2 separate regions of the Ovis aries genome follow, and region 1 is linked to region 2. A link is a contact called in public Hi-C data. All regions are on one chromosome and are shown on one strand. Each heading gives the region's core, a stretch centred on a gene start, on an enhancer-like site or on the middle of the called end of the contact. The rest is flanking DNA. Distances are from core to core; before and after follow the strand shown. Region 1 has its middle 50 kb from the start of KLF9. Region 2 overlaps TRPM3 (transient receptor potential cation channel subfamily M member 3).

Region 1 (2,965 bases), core at 186-2,685, 120 kb before region 2:
TGGTGGGAATTCTTAACTGATGCCCTGGTTAACAGCCCTCTCTGAACAGAACTTACTATGTATTAGTAATAACAATAGTCAATAGTCCTAAGAAACAGGGGTTTCTCATCCCAGTTAACAGCTGTGGGAGGGCACAGCTGGAGAGACTCACAGGCACAGAGTCTGAGAACCTCATCTGAGGCCACACAGTAAGCCAAGATTCCAAGCCCCCCAGGCAAAAAGCTTCTGCTTTTTCACTTGCCATGTCTCCACACGCCCTGTCCCCAACCCCACCCTATCTCCAGTCTCTGGGTCCTGCAGCAGCTGCAGAAAGGGTGACTTTAAAGAAGTCCTGGGGCAGCAATTCCACTCACTCCCTGCTGCGGGCAGTTGTGTATTCTTGCTATTTCTTCTTAGAGCAAACAAGCTTGAATTCAGCATGGAAGGAGCACTGGGCTGGCAGCCCCATTCCAGATGTCTGCTTTGTCTTCCTGAAGCTCGCTCACCTGTGCCTGGGGCCTTGTAGTACCTTAATCTCTCAACCCTCCTGGAGAACCCCCTTCCTTTCCCTCTCCCCTTCCACTGGTGAAGTGAAGCGAAGTGAAATTCGCTCAGTCGTGTCCAACTCTTTGCGACCCCATGGACTATACAGTCCATGGAATTCTCCAGGCCAGAATACTGGAGTGGGTAGCTTTTCCCTTCTCCAGGGGATCTTCCCAACCCAGGGATCGAACCCAGGTCTCCTACATTACAAGTGGATTCTTTACCAGCTGAGCCACCAGGGAAGCCCTCAGTCTCTTTTCCTCCTCCACTGCCTGGCTTCAAGGCCAGGTTTTCACTTCACAAGAATAACCCTGTTATAGGTATTATTTTACTATGAACCTGGCACCAAACATGCACTCAACAAATATTTACTGAATTACATGCATGCTACATTCTAGACAAAAGCAGCAAAGGCTGTGAATCCAGAAGTAAACTGAAAAGCTGAGGGGGTGGAGGAAGGGTGAAAACACCAACTTGACTCTTTTCTTTTCTCATCTCCCTTTCCCTTAGTAGGGAGGCAGTGATGTGTTGATGCTGTCCTTTGATTACAGTAACATCCTAACAGGCTAAAAAGCTCCAATCAATGCCAGAGCAGAAGTGTACATCTGGGGGCTGTTTCCTTGGAAATGTTTCAGCTGTAATAACTCTCCAAAAAGAAATATCCAAACAACTTCCTTGACCCTCTGGGGAGAAGAAGTAACAATGGGGCAGAAAGTTGTATGTGTGTGTGTGAAGTAACAACTGGGCAGAAAGTCATGTGTGTGTGTGTGTGTGTGTGTGTGTGTGTGGTGCATGCATATGCCACTGGGCCTTCCTCGTGTCCTGTCCACGGGGCGCCTTTGACAGCCGGTCTATTCAATCGCTGGGGCTGTGGGCTGGCGGCGTGGTGCCTGCCGCCGCGGTGGCTGAGATCATGCTGTTGATTTTGTTTTACAGAGAGCAGCCCAGCCTGTTGTGCAGAGTACAGAATGTTCTCTACTGTGAACTAAGCTTGAACTTTTCCAACCCACTTTGTTTGAGGAACCATACAGACACAGAGGGGAAAAAACAGGGAAGATAACCCCCAAATTGTTGAAATCGTTGTGTTCTCTCTGATTTTGGCCCTGATCATTTGCTTTTCACTGCTCGAAATTAAAAATCCCAAGCATTACAATTCTTGGAAGAACAAAATGCCTGCGATGTCCTTTCTCTGAGTCAGTGCTCCGGCTTCCACACTGGAAAGGAACAAGTCTGCCACCAGCTCTCCTGGATTTCTTTCTTTCTTCCTTTCTTTTTTCCCTCTAAGGCATTCAAGGGACAAAAATACAGCAAAAGACATTTTCCTGTAGGGAAAGGAAAGGCCTCCAGTGTGTGGATTTCTTTCAGGTTTCCAACAGTGGTCCCCAATTTACTCAATGTCCTGAGGAAATTGACAGTATAAGGGTTTTAGGTGGTTAGATGTTGTTGAGTCGCTCAGTCATGTCCGACTCTTTGCAACCCCATGGACTGCAGCACAGCAGGCCTCTCTGTACCTCCTGAAGGTAGTAATCTCCCTAAGTTTGTCCAAGTTCATGTCCATTGCATCAGAATGCCATCCAGCCATTCATCCTCTGATGCCCTCTTCTTCTGCCCTCAATCTTTCCCAGCATCAGGGACTTTTCCAATGAGTCAGCTGTTCGCATCTGATGACCAAAATACCGGAGTTTCAGCTTCAGCACCAGTCCTTCCAACGAGTATTCAGAGTTGATTTCCCTTAAGATTGACTAGTTTGATCTCCTTGCTGTCCAAGGGACTCTCAAGAGTGTTCTCTGACACCACAGTTCGAAGGCATCAATTCTTCAGCACTCTGCCGTCTTTATGGTTCGGCTCTCACAACTGTTCATGACCACTGGGAAGACCACAGCCTTGGCTATACGCACCTTTGTTGGCAGAGTAATGTCTCTGCTTTTCAACACATTGTCTAGGTTTGTCATTAGCTTTCCTGCCAAGAAGCAAATGTCTTCTGATTTCACGGCTGCAGTCACCATCCGCAGTGATTTTGGAGCCCAAGAAGGGGAAATCTGTCACTACTTCCACCTTTCCCCCTTCTATTTGCCATGAGGTAATGGGGCCGGAGGGCTTCCCTAGTGGTTCAGGCTGTAAAGAATCTGCTTGCAATGCAGGAAACCCAGGTTCGATTCCTAGGTTGGGAAGATCTGGAGAAGGGAATGGCAACCCACTCCAGTATTCTTGCCCAGAGAATTCCATGGACAGAGGAGCCTAGCGGGCTACAGTCCATGGGGTCACAAAGAGTCAGACACGACTGTATGACTAACACTGGGAATACTGGGAATGGGACTGGCTTCCATGATCTTAGTGTTTTAATATTTAGTTTCAAGCCGACTCTCACTCTCTTCCTTCACCCTTATCAAGAGGCTCTTTAGTTCCTCTTCACCTTCTGCCAGTGGAGTGGTATCATCTGCTT
Region 2 (2,925 bases), core at 66-2,565:
CTTTCCCAGTTCAGGATCTCTCAAAGAAGGGAGTGCAAAGATGGGACAGGTTTAATCTGCAGCTATTGATCTGAATCTTCACAATGACTTTAGTAGCTTGCCTTGGCCTGAAGTGTAAGGAAGGGTGGTCTTAGTAAGTCAAGACTGGAGCTTGAAAGGCTGAACAAGATACCAGGAGCTACCTGGTAGCTTCATTCTTCTAGTACCTCATTCCTAACCCCCTAGCCCTCAGTATGCATTGGAATCACCTGGAGGGCTGGTGAAAGCAGTTGCCTAAGCCCCACCCTTGGAGTTTCTGCTTTAATATGCCTGAGGATTTACATTTCTAAAAGTTCCCAGTCAGGCTGCTGACCACAGGTTGGAGTCACTGTCCTGCCCTTGAGGAATTCCTGTTGCAGTTGTTGTCCTGATGGCTCCCCATCCATCCTAACGAGACAAAAATCAGTGTGTGTGCTCCCGTAGGTGTCCTAAGGGGTTTGGGAATGTCTTAAATTAAGAGTTTCTCTAACCGTTGGTCCATACTCTAAGGTTTGTAGCAAAATATTTTTTTAAAAACAGTGAAAGTATCTTTGTGAAATCTCAACGTAGAAACAGATAAAAGCAGAGTGCATAAGGTGAGGCCTCTCTTAGGATCCCTGGGATCCAGGGAGCGTCCCAGTGTGTAACCACGGGCAGGGTGGGCCTAAGGCCGGGTCAGTCTGGTTTAAGACCCAGCTCTCTTTCGTAGCTGTGGGATGCAGAGAATTTGCTCAATCCCCGAGTCTTAGTTCCCTCAGCTGTGGAGAGGGACGCCCTCACAGCCGCGTCATCTACCTTACAAGTGGCCGGAGGAGGCCCCAGCAGGAGGATGAGCACCCGCACGGAGCAGCAGTTACGTGCTGTTACAGGATCACCCGGCTCGCTGGGCTGACTCCGTGCAGAAGAATGTGTTGCCGGGAAGGGGTTGGCAGAATGTGAAACCACAAAGCCCTCCTTGTAGGTCCCTGGAGGCACAGAAGCCTACAGATTTTCCCTGTTTCCAGGCTCTTGCGTCTGAGGTCTGCAGGGCCCGTGCTGACTGTGAGGCGGCTCAAGGCGGGACCCTTGGCGCCCGAGGATTTCTTTAGTGGATTCAGGCATGTGGGGCGAGGGGCAACCTCACGGGGCCGGAGAGGAAAAGGTCAGATACTTAGGTGGTCAGTGCCTCCCGTCCCACAGCTGCCTTGGAAACAAGGGCTCTTGGTTGACCCCCTGCTGACCCCGGGCTCCAGGCTCTGCCCTCCCTGCTGTTATATGCCGCCTCAGGAGAAATGGATAGCCAGCCTGGAGATTCCTGGCAGCCCGCCGGCTTGGCAGCTTCTTCCAGAACAGTCCGTGGAGTACAGACTGCTCCCTGTCTTCTTCTAGTCTAGTCCCTGGAGAGATTCCAGTCTCCCTGCTCTAGCCTTTCCCTTTTCTGCTTATCATGGGGAAGGAATATGCATCTAAGGCTTTAAATCACAAAGCCAGCGAGCTGGCTCTTCACAGCAACAGAGCCCTTAGCAGTAGCAGCCTCAGTTCTCAGAGAGCTACACAAAGACCACAGCGAATTTATTACTGTTTTCAGTCTACAAATGGGGAATACACAACACTGGTCAGGAAGTGGAAGGCATTATGGATGGGAAAGCCTGAGAGCAGACAGGCATCCATTAACAACAATAAAAATCCTGTTCCTTATAAAATGGGACTCTCAAAATAGGGATGTGATGGCTAGAATTTAAATATCCCAAGGTAGTTTAAAAACCCAAGGGAAGGGCTCTTAACCATTTACACATATTTTAAAAAATGATCCTACTTTTTCTTGGAGGAGAACATTTTAGCCCTGATAGTAAGGCCCTTTTAACCTGACTTAGTAATGAAAGCAGGGATTTCCCAGGTGGCGCTAGTGGTAAAGAACCCACCTGCCAATTCAGGAGACATAACAGATATGGGTTCGATCCCTGGGTTGGGAAGATCCCCTGAAGGAGGCATAGCAACCCACTCCAGTATATTCTTGCCTGGAGAATCCCATGGACAGAGGAGCCTGGCGGGTTACAGTCCATGGGGTCGCAAAGAGTCGGAATAACTGAAGCAATTTAGCAGCAAGCAGCAGTAATGAAGGCAAGTGTGAATTTGTGGGTTTGTAGGAATTATTTTTTCTGTGGAGCCCAATATATTTTCCCACTGACTATAGTACAGCAAGTAGAGCTCTTGAGAATGCAGTGGACTTGACAGGGAGTAATTCTTCCAGAAAAAGCCTCGCCAGCTGACTAGTTTCAGGGGGAAATGCAGAGGAATCTCATTGCACAAGCCTGCCATCCCTGTGGACTTGGGAACCAGCTCTGGGAGCCTGTTGGACGGGGTTGCAGAGCCCTCTGGTGGACGACTGCTTGACTGCATTTAGTATAAAGGCTCTGAATCTGCTGGCCCAAGGTTAGCCTTGAATTCAAGTGTCACAAGAGGGGGGCATTTTGATGGCTTCTTTAATGTGATGCGGTGAGGGAGAAGAGAGAGACCCATACCCTCAACCTGAAGGACAAGAAATATGCTCATTTTGCCGAGGGCTGGTAGAGAGGCTATTGCCCAGCAAGGGGATAATAAATGTTGAGAAGGAATAGGCCAGGGAATAAATTAATAAAGGCATAGTTCTTCCTGGAGCTGCTGAAATGCATTTGCAGAATCATAGGTATTGGTAGACTGGGTCCCGAAAGACCCCAAGTAAGGGGCTGCAATGGGAATTAAAAGTGGAAAATTCAAAGATTAAAAACAGTTTAAGTAGAAAAAAATTTAAAAGTCACATTTATCAAGATGAGGAAAGAGAGGTGTAAACAGTGTTGAAGAAAACTGGAAGTTTCTTGGGGCAAGAGTGATGCTCTAGAAAATATAGATTAGATCTCAAGCTTACGTGAAGTGACAATCTTATAAACA

What was found. A called contact is a pair of places that touch in the nucleus more often than the background predicts.
Region 1: a contact with region 2 is called in a Hi-C map of hypothalamus, with 3 times the contacts expected there. The contact joins two enhancer-like sites. A contact is called at or near these places in 2 of 16 Hi-C or Micro-C datasets (hypothalamus and tail adipose tissue).

Annotation. Positions count from the first base shown.
Region 1 is chr2:66,186,156-66,189,120 of ARS-UI_Ramb_v3.0, reverse strand. No RefSeq gene overlaps it. Among named protein-coding and RNA genes, the nearest start is that of KLF9, 50 kb to the left of the region's middle. Within about 2 kb of position 1,435, at least 32 of the 54 cell types and tissues checked have an H3K27ac peak or open chromatin away from gene starts, as enhancers often do. A contact at or near this core is called in hypothalamus and tail adipose tissue, where this site is marked.
Region 2 is chr2:66,064,126-66,067,050 of ARS-UI_Ramb_v3.0, reverse strand. The region is part of intron 20 of TRPM3 (transient receptor potential cation channel subfamily M member 3); the gene reads right to left. Among named protein-coding and RNA genes, the nearest start is that of KLF9, 170 kb to the left of the region's middle. Within about 2 kb of position 1,315, at least 35 of the 54 cell types and tissues checked have an H3K27ac peak or open chromatin away from gene starts, as enhancers often do. A contact at or near this core is called in hypothalamus and tail adipose tissue, where this site is marked.